Regions from separate parts of the Mus musculus genome. Here region 1 is linked to region 2. The links are chromatin contacts, called in public promoter capture Hi-C maps. All regions are on one chromosome and are shown on one strand. The core of a region is the stretch at or near the end of the contact, and the rest is flanking DNA. Distances in the headings are between cores, read along the strand shown.

What was found. Promoter capture Hi-C pulls out the DNA fragments that hold promoters and counts their contacts.
Region 1: a promoter capture Hi-C map of embryonic stem cells shows a contact between it and region 2, with 4 times the contacts expected there. The contact joins the enhancer-like site here to the promoter of Adgrg3 in region 2. A contact is called at or near these places in 5 of 39 promoter capture datasets (cranial neural crest, embryonic stem cells and pre-B cells) and 2 of 9 other capture datasets (adipose tissue and pancreatic islet).

Annotation. Positions count from the first base shown.
Region 1 is chr8:95,267,297-95,273,935 of GRCm38.p6, reverse strand. Cngb1 (cyclic nucleotide gated channel beta 1) reads left to right here. Exons shown (of 33, transcript NM_001195413.1): 17 at 2,971-3,133; 18 at 6,181-6,288. Among named protein-coding and RNA genes, the nearest start is that of Cngb1, 36 kb to the left of the region's middle. Within about 2 kb of position 1,920, at least 6 of the 459 cell types and tissues checked have an H3K27ac peak or open chromatin away from gene starts, as enhancers often do. A contact at or near this core is called in embryonic stem cells, where this site is marked.
Region 2 is chr8:95,016,058-95,023,275 of GRCm38.p6, reverse strand. It overlaps Adgrg3 (adhesion G protein-coupled receptor G3), which reads right to left and starts at 5,584. Exons shown (of 12, transcript NM_173036.3): 1 at 5,456-5,584; 2 at 2,193-2,343. The coding sequence starts at 5,507. It overlaps Gm51544 (a long non-coding RNA gene), which reads left to right and starts at 3,029. Exons shown (of 4, transcript XR_003947440.1): 1 at 3,029-4,941.

The DNA of each region.
Region 1 (6,639 bases), core at 671-3,170, 250 kb before region 2:
TAACCACAAGCACAGGGAAAAACAGAGCTATGGTTTGCATGTGGTTCTCGCGTGTTACTCATGAGATACAGAACCCGCTGAAGGCTTGGAGCCCAGATGCACTGCCAAGGCCACAGAAGCACTGACTTAACTAGTCCCCTCTGTAATCAAGATGCAGGAAGAGTGACAGTGGTGCCATGGTCTCATTCTCTGGCTCCCCTTTTCTGGTCTGTGCGTCTGGAATCATGTATGTCCTCTCTGGGAAATTGGGGGCTCCAGCTGGGAAATACTCCCAGGAGCACCACGAGGCTGTGGCTGGTACAGCGAGGCCAGGACACGGAATTTTAGGTGGAATCTAAGAGGTTCAACAAGAATGTTGTTTTGGGTCCTGATGTGGTGGTGCCCGGCTGTAATCCCAGCACTTGGGAGGCAGAGGCAGGCAGATTTCTGAGTTCGAGGCCAGCCTGGTCTACAAAGTGAGTTCCAGGACAGCCAGGGCTATACAGAGAAACCCTGACTTGAAAAAAACCAAAAAAAAAAAAAAAAAAAAAAAAAAAAAAAAAAAAAGAAAAAGAAAGAAAGAAAGAAAAAAGGAAAAAAAAAAAAAAAAGAAAGAAACAAAGATGCTCTCGAGTGGGGTCACATAGCAAGACCATGCCTCAAAAAAGAAAAAAAAAAGGAAAGACCACAAAACTCCCAACTGTTTGTCAGTTTGTCAGTGATGCCTTAGTACTTCTGAGCTGTGGCTGACTCTGAAGCAGGCCTTTGAATTTTCCTACCCTGCTGTTCCCTTACTGGTAAACCAGAAACAGTAACAACTGCCCTGCAGAGCTGCTGGGGAGGTGAACACACCCTGGTATCCTGGTGAGAGCCTACAGTTACAGACTCTCAGGAAGCTGGGGCAAGAGGCCAGAACACACTGCCAGCTCAAGCCAACACAGCAAGACCCATTTTAGGGGAGGGGGGGGGCGAGAATAGATGTGAGTACTTGACATTTAAAAACAAATACCAGAAGCTAGGCACTGGTGACACACGCCTTTAATCCCAGCATTCTGGAGGCAGAGGCAGGCAGGCAGATCTCTGAGTTCTAGGCCAGCCTAGATGACAGAGAGAGTCCCAGGGTACACCCCTAAACCAGCACTGTGGAGACTGAGGCAAGAAGATTGGGAATTTAAGGCCAACCTGAGCTACATAGTGAGACCCAGGAAGGAAGGAAGGAAGGAAGGAAGGAAGGAAGGAAGGAAGGAAGGAAGGAAGGAAGGAAGGAAGGAAGGCAGGCAAGCAGGCTGGCTAGCAAGAAAAGTCAGGGTGTCTTTATCCACATGTCAGAATCCACATGATGGAAGGAAGGGAACCAACTCCCACAAGCTCTCTCTCTCTCTCTCTCTCTCTCTCTCTCTCTCTCTCTCTCTCTCTCTCTCTCTCTCACACACACACACACACACACACACACACACACACACACACACACCAGTGTGTACTTCTACTCCACACATAATAAATAAACTATTTTTTCCAAGACAAGGTTTCTCTGTGTAGTTCTGTCTGTCCTAGAACTCGCTCTGTAGACCAGGCTGGCCTTAAACTCAGAGATCCAGCCAGCTGCTGCTGCCTCCCAAGTGCTGGCATCAAAGGTGTGCGCCACCACTATCACCACCACCCAGCTAATAAATGTAGTTTTCTTAAAACTTCAAAAGAAGAAAGAAAAGGGAGGGAGGGAGTGCTGAGCTATAAGCACATTGAAATGCTTCACAGTAAACAACATTTTAATGTTCCTGTTTCTAGCATTATTAGTCTAGAAATCAATATAATGTAAACTATCTCATCTGAGCTGCCCTCTACTGCCTGCTTGTTTCTTCTTTGCGCTGGGGGATGGACGTGATGGGTGGAGTCCTGCACAAAGCAAGCAGGGGTGGGGTGAGATAGGAGGGGGGGGAGAGGCGTTGCCCTGCCTGGATTCTTGAGTCAGACTTCTTGAGGATGTAGCAGACTGGCTATCCTGGGCCTAGAGCTGAGACCATGCTGGGAGCTGTACTGGAACCCCGAGGGCTAACCTTTAGGGTTTTTCCTCTTCTCCTTCCATGGGGAGCAGTGGGCAGCAGGTAAGGTTTTTATCTTCCCCTCAGCCTGGAGGACCTCTGTCAGTATAGCAAATGATCTGCCTCAGCTTTTTTTAAAAACCTTTCCCATTCTTGGTGGTCCTCCTGGTGTGTATGTGGGGGGGAGGTTGATGACTTAGTAAAAGAAACGCCCAGGTCTGAGGCCCCTTCTCCTCCCCATTGTATAGCTGTAAGCTGTGCACTGGATTTCTTGTGGTGGCCATGAAAAGAAACATCCCAGGGACAATTATTTCAGAGTACTTCCCAGCCTTGCTGGGGAGCAGGCCTGTAGCCTGCTGACTCTAGTGTTGTAGCCTAAAAGGTGTCATGCCCCGGCCATCCCAGGAAGTACCTGATTCTGAGGAAGACTCAGGTTTTTCAGAGGTCCAAATAGGCAGCAGGTGACCTCTGGGTGCTCCTGCTATAGATGTAAATACCCTCCAAAGCAGGTCCCTAGACAAACACATGGCCAGGACAGCAAATACATCGGAATTGGAGTCTCTTCAAGAATCCAAGGCTTTGGCTTCTACCCTTCTCTACAGGTGTGGGAGACATGGTTTCTCCTACCTTCAGAGGGCAACAGATGGACCTGTCTGTGTAATATTTAGTCCCAGCCTCCCCAGATCACTGCTAATTTCCATGCTGAGAAGCTGACGAGAGAGAGAGAGAGAGAGAGAGAGAGAGAGAGAGAGAGAGAGAGAGAGAGAGATTGATTGATTGATTGATTTCTGGAACATTTAGGCTAAAATTCCAGCTCCTGGGATTGGGTTTGGGATGGTGGAGACACACAGAGGGCTTCAGGCTGCATGGAGCTTGGCTGGGGGCCCCAGGGTGAGGAGAAACCCTTCAATGACAGCCCTAGGACCTGGCCTCTCTCTCTGACTCTCCACAGTACCAGCCACAAAGGAGCACCCGGAGCTCCAGGTAGAAGACACGGATGCTGATAGTGGCCCCCTCATCCCAGAGGAGACACTCCCTCCACCTGAGAGACCACCACCGTCTCCTGTCAAGTCGGACACCCTCACAGTTCCCGGCGCCGCTGCAGCAGGCCACAGGTTACCCATGATGACTTGCTTGCATCTCTATCTGAGCTGTGCGGCTGGCTAGCGGGTTTGACAGATGGGGCAGACAATAGAGATGGGAAGTAGCAGGACTCAGATCTCCTCTGCCTGCGCGGCTGAGAAGCAGTCTCAGCTGCAAGACAGAGGGATGCTTTGTAGCAAATGCTATTGTTCACATATACACTAAATGTAACAACTAGCCTCTGCCCCCTTTTTAAATCTTGCTTCAGTCTACGTTCTGGCAGCACATCGCTTCCTAAAGCTTCCGTGTGCTTTATAAATTGCCAGAGTCCTACATCTTGTTTATTTTTCCTCTCTTAGTTTTTCTTTTTAATTCAGGACTTCACATCCCAGTCAAAAGCTCACGCTCCCAGAATGTCTTAACAATTTAAAAATACATTTATTTGGCATCCATTCGTTTATTTAGTGTGAGCATGTGCCGTGGCATGCATTTGGGGGTCAGAAGACAGCTTTGTGCTGTGGATTCTCTCCGTCTGCCTTTATGAGGCTCTGGGGATGGAACCTCCAGTTTTGCAGGGCAAGCACCTTTACCCATGGAAGCATCTTGTCCCAGTACCCAGACAGTACCCAGGGCCTCACTTTTAAACCAAACTGCTTTGCTGTGTTGTTGCCGTGTCATGGTTAAGGACCACAGCCAGACTATCCTGTGTGCCCCGAGCTGATAGTAGTGGAACTGAATTCAGCACAGTGTCCTGTCCTCAGAGCTGGGCAAACTCTGTAGCCACACTGTCTTCTTTCCCTTCCCTTTTTCTCTTTTTCCCTTTTCCCCCTTTTCCCCTTTTTCCCCTTTCCCCTTTCTTTCCTCTTTCCCCTTCTTCCTTCCCCTTCTTCTTCCTTCCCCTTCTTCCTTCCCCTTCTTTTCTTCCTTCCCCCTTTCCCCTTTCCCCTGTCCCCTTCCCTTTCCCCTTTCCCCTTCCCTTTCCCCTTCCCTTTCTCCTTTCCCTTTCCCTTCCCCCTTCCCCTTTCCTTTCCTTTTCCTTTCTTCCCTTTTTTCTTCCTTCTTCCCTTTATCCATCCCTCCCTCCCTTTCTTCCCTTCCTCCCTCCTTCCTTCTCCCTCTGTCTCTCTCTGTCTCTGTCTGTCTCTCTGCCTCTCTGTCTGTCTGTCTCTGTCTCTGTCTCTGTCTCTGTCTCTGTCTCTGTCTGTCTGTCTGTCTCTGTCTCTGTCTCTGTCTGTCTGTCTGTCTGTCTGTCTGTCTCTCTCTCTCTCTCTCTCTCTCTCTCTCTCAGTCAGTGTCTCATCATGGAGTCCAGGCTTGCTTTGAACTCACAAGCTTCCTGCTCTGCCGCTCAAGTGCTGGGACTGTGGAGGTAAACCAGCACACATGTCCTAACTTCTTTTATTGTTTGTGTCCTAAAGGCTGACCCTCCTATGCAGGTCCACCCATGTGCATTGCCATGTTATTCCCAGTTGGGGTATAACACTCATGTTTAAGCCCTTAAGCTCTCTTCTTCTTCTTCTTCTTTTTCTTCTTTTTCTTCTTCTTCTTCTTCTTCTTCTTCTTCTTCTTCTTCTTCTTCTTCTTCTTCTTCTTCTTCTTCTTCTTCTTCTTCTTCTTCTTCTCCTTCTCCTTTTGTTTTTCGAAACAGGGTTTCTCTGTGTAGCCCTGGCTGTCCTGGAACTCACTCTGTAGACCAGGCTGGCCTCGAACTCAGAAATCTGCCTGCCTCTGCCTCCCAAGTGCTGGGATTAAAGGCGTGGGCCACCACTGCCTGGCGCCCTCATCTTCTTGTTACCTGATGTTCTGACCTTACTTGATGGGCTAACATGTTGCCATCATACACTAACATGCCTATCTATGTTCCTAGATTCTTGGTCCATGTGTGAGCCCTGAGCATTTTGTGTTTATGTGCTAATACAAGTCTTTAGGAAATAGTCCTTCTTCTCTTCTGCAGACATTAATTTATAAAATGTTTCTTTCTAAACTCTGTGGGGATGGCATGTGCATCTAATCTCAGCACTCAGGAAGTTAAGGCAGAAGGATTAAAAGCTTGAAACCAGCTCAGGCCACATGATAGGCCCCTGGAGGGGACAGTGAGCAGGATATAAAGTGAATAAGTAAATAAATAAGTTAATTAATTAAAACAAAACAAAAAAATGAAAAATGAAACGAGAAACAGACACATGGACACAGACACAAACAGACACACCCAAAGATACATAGACTCACAGAGAATCATCCCTAGATGTTACCCTGACCTGTATCCACCAGATGCCATCCTGTGTCTCTCTATTGACTCACTCTGCACCACCCTTAGCAGATCTTTCTCTGAACCTGGGGATGGCTTTCTTCATAGTGTTAAGTAATGCCTGTCTTTCTTTCCCAGGTTTTGGGGCTTTTCCCACAAAGCAACTCATCCCCACTCTTGAGGAAGAAGGTGGGAAAGTCCAGAGGATTAGCATCAAGGACACCAATGTCAAATAGTACCAAGGGCACCCCCAGCTCACAGCTCATGCTACCCAGGCTCTGGCCTATGGACCTTCAGACCTAATCAGACAAGATACCAGTGGCTCCGATTGCAACAGTCATGGCTTCCTGGACGACAGGGGCTTCCTTAGATAACTTCAGTCTCATTCTCAGGGAGCCCAGGGTTAAGAAGGAAGGATTTGTTCAAAGTCACACGATGAGCTGGTGATCAGACTCCATGGCTTGGTGTCACAGCTGGAGGGAAGCATGACAAAGGCACTGGGGACTTCAGATCAGAATGAGAGGCAGAAGGACACTTACGCAGAGACTGGACTGAGGAACAAATACCTCCTTCTCTCATTGGGTAGATTCAGTGTCATGTCTAGAGGAAGCAATGGAAGTAGCTTAGACTTTAAGTGTTGTGCTGAGGTCAGACTCCAAGTTTGCCTGATCAGAGTCCAAGCTGTTCACTTTGGACCAGGCCATTGAGAGTTGTGCAAACTGAGGTCCCAAGTCAAGCCCCCTCACCTCCCGGGAACCAGCTCCAAGGCAGCCATTTGTTTCCTTTAGCCTGCCTTCTCGGAAGGATCCTTACCTGTCTGGGTCTCTACAGGAAGAAGCTACCTTCTCAGGATGATGAGGCCGAAGAGCTCAAGGCCCTGTCACCAGCTGAGTCCCCAGTGGTTGCCTGGTCGGACCCCACCACCCCACAGGAGGCTGAGTAAGTAGAGCCACCCCTGAGTCTCAAGACACTGGTTTGGGATGAGCAGACAAGGAGAGGAGCAGGAACGGGGAGGGGGTGCTTTCAGAACCCCACACTAGGTGAACTTCATTCTTTGGAGCACTGAGACAGGGCCAGTTCTCAAGCACAGGGCTTTCCTGGTTGGCCCAGGGGTTCTACAGACTTAGCAGGGTGGACTTGGACTCTAGGCCAGATGTGTTCACTCCAGCAGGGATCAGAGAGGAAGGAATGCCTAGGCAGAAGCATCCTCCCCCACTGAAGATCTTGGCACTGATCCCCAAATAAGTCAGCAGGTAGAGAAAGACCACAGGCTCTGTCTCTACCTTGGAG
Region 2 (7,218 bases), core at 4,335-6,834:
CGTCCAAAAGCAGGAGCCACCCACACCACAAAATAAGTTGTCAGTTATATGTCCTGTAAGATGCTAAAAAGATACACATCCGGATGAAGATGGCAGCCGTCTCTGGCTGATGGGTTAAGGGAAATTCTCACTTCCTTTCTATAGCGAATTCCCAATGAATATGTATCACCGTTTGTCATCGTTTGTTTTCTGAGACAGGCTCTCTCTGTGCAGCCCTGGCTGTCCTGGAACTCACTCTGTAGAGCAGGCCTTGAACTCAGGGATCTACCTGCTCTGCCTTAATGCCATGCACCATCATGCCCACCATGTGCTACTTTTATAATCAAGACAGCCGTTGAAATAAAGCACACTAACATTTCTTGAGCTCCTGCTATCTGCTAATAACTCCTCCCTCAGTGATACTATGAGGAAGCCTGAGAGGTTGGGAGCAGGCACTTGAGGGCATGGCGTTCTGACAGTGAGGATGGCGGGGTTACCATGGCTCTCAAGTGCAGAATTATTTAGCCTCCACCATCATCCTGTAAATCCCATTTTACAGACAGGTATACTGGAAGCCACCTGAGCACTGGCAGTCTGGGTCCAGCCTGTCACATCAAGTGCCTCCGCTGAGACTTCTATATCAGCTCCTATCAATTTTGCCTCCTACCTGCTGTGTAACCACAGGCAAGTTATTCACAGCATAGAGCCTCAGTTTGCTCATCTGAGAATGGGTTGATAACAGGACCTACCTCAGGGCATTTTTCATGGTCCTCATAGGTTCATGTGTTTCAATATTTCAACCTCCTCTGGTGTACTGTTTTCAGAGATCATGGAGCCTTTGAGAAGCTGGGTCTAGGTGGCATATGTAGAAGGATAGCCAGAGCTGCTTCCCATTCTCTTCTGCTTCTGTGTTCCTCCCTGACAAGGTGTGTATGAGCTCATCATGCTGTAAGCCTCTGCTGCCGGGGACGGAGCCTCTCCATTCACCATGCCCTCCCCTCCCTTAGGCTGCTCCTGCCATGTACCCAGTTACAGCTGCAAGAGAAGTAGCTGAAGATAGTGTTGTTATGAAGAGAAAAGGGCAAACTGAAGGGATGGAGTGGAACCGGACCACACCCTTCAGTCCCAAGTATGGAGAGGGAGCAGACCACACCCTTCAGAACCAAGGCACCTGCTCTCTCCAAGGTGCTTATCCAGGACATGAGCACACAGGTACCCTGGGCTTCATTCACAGTGTCTAAGAAGCTGTAGGCAGGACTCAGGGCATTTCCAGGCCACAGAAAGAATGAACCTCAATATAAACACCGTCTTAATAGCCAGACTTGAGCAGAGATTTTTCATTCCTCCCTTCAACAACCATTTTCTGAGTTCTGACTGTAAGCTGGGCACTTCTGTGGTATCCCAGGTGAGCTTTGGGTCCCTCTGCCTAGAGCCCAGAGAAGAGCAGAGAGGCAGAGCTAGTGTGTCAACTGTGACTCCAGCAGGGACAGCACCAGGGAGCTTTGTCTCCCTTGCCCCATCTAGCCAGCTTCTTGGTCCCATGAAGCCTGCCTGAGCCATCTTTCCTGAGCAGCTTCATAGTACCAGCAGAATTCCACCCTAATGGGTCACACCTCCACGTTGGTCACCACCCCTGGATGTCCCTGAAGTCCAAGCAATCAATCTCGAGTTGACCACACCCTTCTTAACTTTGAATACATCATCTCTCTGCTTCCCATAATTGTCTAGTTAACTTGGTCCTTCACCCCTGACTTCTTGCTTGCGTTTCCAGTCTGAACACCCACCCCACCCCCCGGCCCTCATCTCATCTCGACATTGCCACCTCTGTCCCCCGCACCTCTTTGCATGCTTACAGTCCAAAGCACTCTAGTTCTTTCCCAGTACTATGAAATTAAGCAGCTACATTATCCACCACTGTGTGGATTCACCAGAAAGCTGTCCTGTATACCCCAAAGTCCTTCCCCTGTGTTTCCCAACTGTCGTAGGTGACCCCTGGAAAAGGGTCATTTGACCCTCAAAAGGATCAAGACCCACAAGTTGAGAACCACTGTCCTAATCAGTAGCAACTCTGATGACCAAGGCAGGGCCAGGTTAGGGAGAACATGAAAGGGTGAAAGGGGAACAGCATGCTATTCTAGGGCGCTGAGAACTTATGACAGTATGGCTTCCCAACAGGCCACTCCTCCCATTTGCCCAGATTCCTCTCCTCTCACCTCTGCAGGTTCCCCACGTCACAGGGGCTGTGCTCCGATTGCCCACACTTGGTGAAACACTGAGCAGTGTCATTCAAGTCGAAGGTGTCATACTCGTGGCCCTCCTGAAGCCGACGGCAGACATTCCTCGGCTCTTCCGTGGTCTCCTCATCTAGGGGAGGAAGTGGGGTGAGATGGGGCAAGTGGGAGAGGGGCAGTGGCCTAGGAGAGGTAGCTGGTCCATCACCCAGCTAGGGGCACTCCGGCAGACTCCACCCTCCCCAGTCCCGGAGTTCTCAGGGGAGAACTGGCATTCCCACCTCACAGGGCCTGGGTGGGGTTGGGGGTGGGGGTGGGAGATGACGACACGTGGCATGTGGTTCTCCAGACAAAGGCTTTGCCTGGCAGTGCACAGTGTTTTATCTCTCAGAACTGTGGCTCTTCAGCCACATCCTCCACAGAGCCTGCCTGGTTTCCTGCCCTTGCTCCGTCAGATCCTCCCAGGCTAGGCACCCGGGCGCCGCGGCCGATTCTCTAACTCTTGTAAGTCTTGTGGCTGGCTCTGTCCTAGCCTCCCATCTTTGCCTGGACTGGGTAAAGGCTGCAGCAGGCTGAGGCTGGGGAGTAGTCAGCCCATGTTGGAAGGTGCTTCAGGACTAGAGACCAGTTCTGTGACTTCTGGTGCAGAGCCCTGTGCTATGGAATGCAGGAAGCTTCCTGTCCCTGCTTAGCCGTTTGTCCTCTGGCAAATTACGCAAGCGCTTGGTCCTCTCACCCTTTACGTTTTAGAGATGAAAAGAGATAATATACCTGAGCACACAGACCATCTGAGGTATTCTGGAGGATGTAGCTTTTTTTTTTTTTTTTTTTTTTTTTGAGACAGAGTTAGTCTCTCCACATAGTCCTGGGTGCTCTGGAACTCACTATGTAGGTCAAACTGGCCTCAAACACAGAGTTCCTCCTGCCTCAACTTTCCAAGTGCTGGGATTAAAGGCGTGCACCACCAACACCTGACTAAGGTGTGACTTTTGTTTGGTTGGTTGGTTGGTTGGTTGGTTTGGGGGTTTTTTGTTTGTTTTTTGGTTTTTGTGGGTTTTTTGTTGTTGTTTTGTTTTGTTTTTTTGTTTTTGATACTTTTTAAATATCCTTTGCTGGTATTTGATTGAAAAAATATCATTGGAGCTAGAGAGATGGCTCAGAGGTTAAGAGCACTGACTGCTCTTCCAGAGGTCCTGAATTCTATTCCCAGCAACCACATGGTGGCTCACAACCATCTGTAATGGGATCCGATGCCCTCTTATGGTGTGTCTGAAGACAGTGAAAGTGTACTCACATTCATGAAATAAATAAATCTTAAACAAACAAACAAAAAAACCCACGAAAAATATCATGGACATTACCACTTCCGATTTAAAGAAAGCTGGTTCATTTTCAAATATTAGTACAGAAAATAAAATTCATGATAAAGGCATGGCAGGACAAAGAGTGAACAGGGAAGAACATATTAGCATATTTATAGAAATTGGGTCTATATGTTGTTCAATTTTGCTTCGGTTTTCAAATAGTATGTGGAGCTTATAAGATGCACTGAGACCAGATGCTAGGCTCAGTCTCTGAGATCGGCCCTATTTGCATTCACATGAAATCTAAGGAGGGTTAGAGAGGAGGAAGAAGGACTCCATGGGGGAGGGGGGTGTCAAGGGTTAGGAAAGGGGGGGATGGCCTCAGGGTAGGTAAGAATACAGCTTTCCTCCACCTTGCTGGGAATCCCAGCAGGGATACCTAAGGGAAGCTCTTGACATCCAACTTGTGGCTCCCCACCCCGCTTTGTCCTTAGGATATAGCCCAGGCTAGCCTCAAACTCAAGATCTTAGGAAGTGCTGTGTCTCAAGGGTGTTTGCTGAGGACTTTGGACGCCTTGGTGTGAGTTCAACAGTTGGGATGCAGCAGGTGAGGGCAGGCAGGAGGTCAGAGGCCAGAAGGTGACCCATATGTTCCCTATACCCTGCCCCTTGTCCCTTCAGCCTCCCTCCCTCCACTTACTGCCAGCCTCTTTCCCTTCTGCAGCCAATACCTGGGGCTAGCCCATTCCTCAGCCTTCAGACTCAGGGTGCCAAGAGCCTCCCTCAGGCAAGTAGCTACCACTTTTGTGCCTCTTTTTAGCACCATGTATATTTCTTGGGTATGTAAGCAAAGAGCCAGTAGGTAAATGGACAAAAGGCATCCGATGCTACCTCCTATGTCACTCAGGTGACTGACACATTGCCCAGTCATGAGCATCCCTGCCACTACTAGATCCACATCTCCATTCGGAGGAGTCTTTTTGGCCTGTCCAGCATTGCCTGCTCTGCTGAAAGACAGCCCTGTCAATTTCTACCCACTTTTATACTCAGGATCTCCAATAGCTCAGGATGGCTTCAAACTCACTATGAGCTGAAACAGAACTCAAAGTCTTGATCCTCTGCCTCTCTACCTTCCAAGTGCAAGTATATGTCACAATACCTGGTCCACCTCTGAGTCAGACACTCAACTCTATCCTTGACTGACTGTCCCAGCATTGGAAGAGAAGAGATTTTTTTTTCTTCTGAACCAAGAGATGCTAATCTGTGTGACTAGTCACTTGTCCATAAGTGACTCAGAAAGGCAGACACCTAAGGATACTTGCCAAAGTTGGAGCAAACAAGGAGAGGCGGGGCATGGAGACGGGAGCACCTCATCACTCCACATAGCCATCTCTCAACAGTCAAGAAGGGTATAGCCATCTACGGAGGTGAGGGGGGTAGCAGGCTCAACTTGGGTAGAGGCAGGACTGGGAATCTCATGTCGGTGTATTAAGTTGAGCTGTATGTGATGGGAGTGCTCTGGGTCCCGTCTCCTGTCACTGATGACACTGAATGGTGCCGACAGGAACGGGGAGCCTGTGATGGATGGACTATGTGGGCAGAGCAGCTGTCCGCCCTTACAGGCAGCTTCCAGGGCCTCTGATGCCTTTGCCTGGAGCCCAGAACTGAATAGCTTGTTTGACCCACCATGTCCAAGAACCTGGTTCCAGCCAGAACAGATGGGCAGTGTCTTTCTTGCCCACCGACAATACACTATGGGGTGACAACAGGAGCCTGAGACCCAGCAAGATGGACAGGGATGACCTGGAGGGACAAGGCCAGAAGGGATGATGAGGGAGTCACTACGAGTCCCTGGGTCTCTTCCCATGCTCCCCTGGGGCCCTTTGCAGCACAGAGTCTCCCAGGCTTAGCAGGATAGCTAGAGGAGCCCCGCCCGCTCACCTGAAGTCAGCAGCAGAAAGAACAGGAGGCCCAGACTCCTGGCTGTCGCCATCAGTGCTCAGCGAAGTTCTATGGCTGTGTGGTCCCTCAGTCCCAAACTGTCCAACTGACCTTCTTCCTGCCCCCTGACGTGCGGCCACTGTTTCCTGTGGCCTCTTTCTCGTTCTTCCTGACCAATGAATGGCGCCATCGAGGGGTTGTGAAAGGTGAATGTGAGGAACTGGGCGGAGCTCTGGATCTCAAATGCTCCTGAGACCACCTGCAGAGGGAACTGGGCTAACCTTCCACCACTGTATGAGTGGATGCTGGAGTAGGAGCCCAGCAGCCATAGGTGTCTCTGCCCAGCGAAACCCTAAGACTTGGAGTCAGTCATACCTTCCCCATCTCCCTAGCAAGGGTGTCTGAGACTCATTCCTGCCTCTGTATGTGTGTTTGTATGTGTGTATGTGGTCCCCTTTCTTCCTGCCTGGACCAGCAGTGACCATCTTGGGGGAGGGGGAAGGGTGACTGTCACTTCACAGAAGTGATTACTATCATGTGCTTGGGCTGGTTATCGGCTTATTTACATCCTCCACAGAGCATACACAGGCTGATTGTCAGTGTCTGGATTTGATGAGACCTGTAACCAGCCAAGCACACCCATGAGGCCAAAGATGTGGAAAGCCTATGAATGAGGCCAGAGGCAAACCTAACCTGCATGGTCTCCTAGAGGGGAGGGGAGGGGAGGGAAGGGGAGGGAGGAGGGGAGGGGAGGGATGGGGAGGAGAGTTGATGCTGCAGGCCTTGAGCCTCTCCCACAGGCAGGATAACAGGGAGAAGAAGCTGGTGGCTAGTATCAGGAATAGGACGCTGGGCCCTGTGCAGGTCGCTGGCATCTGGGGAAGCTCATCAGCCATGACATATCCATTGTGGCCACTGCCCGGCCTGATGACCCTGTGGGAGCTGTCTGCTGCTTGGCCCCTCTCAGGCATGATGGGAAGGACATGAGATGCGTGGAGCTGCTCTGTAGAGGAGGTACTTAGTTAACCAGCACTAGTATGTACTAGTTATCAGTTCTGTGAAGTGACAGTCATCCTCTCCAGGCTGGTCACTGCTGGTCCAGGCAGGAGGATGGGGAATCATATAGGCTCATACACACATGCACACAAACACACATATACACATACACACAAACACACATACACACAAACACACATACACACACACATACACACAAACACACATATATACACACAAACACACATACACCCAAACACACATACACACAACCACACATATACACATACACACACGCATACACACATATACACACAAACACACATACACACATGCACATGCCTGGGGAAGAGGTGGAGCCTACCAGTCGGCTGACCCCAAGAAAGTCATGGAGAAGGCCAGGCCCTTGGTTGTCCACAGCTACTCAGATGGGTAAAAGAGCCTCAATACCGTCACCTGTTACCGACACCCCCTTAGGACTGAGCTAGCTCTGCTCTTTCTGGGGAGCTGTCCAGTTATAACCATCATCTGTCTCTCCTTCCTTTCACATGGTCCCCTGCTGGGCCCTTTGGATCTGAGGGGGTGTGGGAAGGGATACAGGTCACTCTTGCTCTGTAGAAGGTGGGGGTGGGGACGGATAGAGCCTGGAGTCCCAGGTCAGAATCCAGAAGTTCCTGTGTCCCTGAGCTTCCTCTGACAGGAAGATGGGAGCCACTGGGCCTGCTCTGCCCTGAGTCAGCCTCCCCTAATTGCTTGTGGCGTCTCTC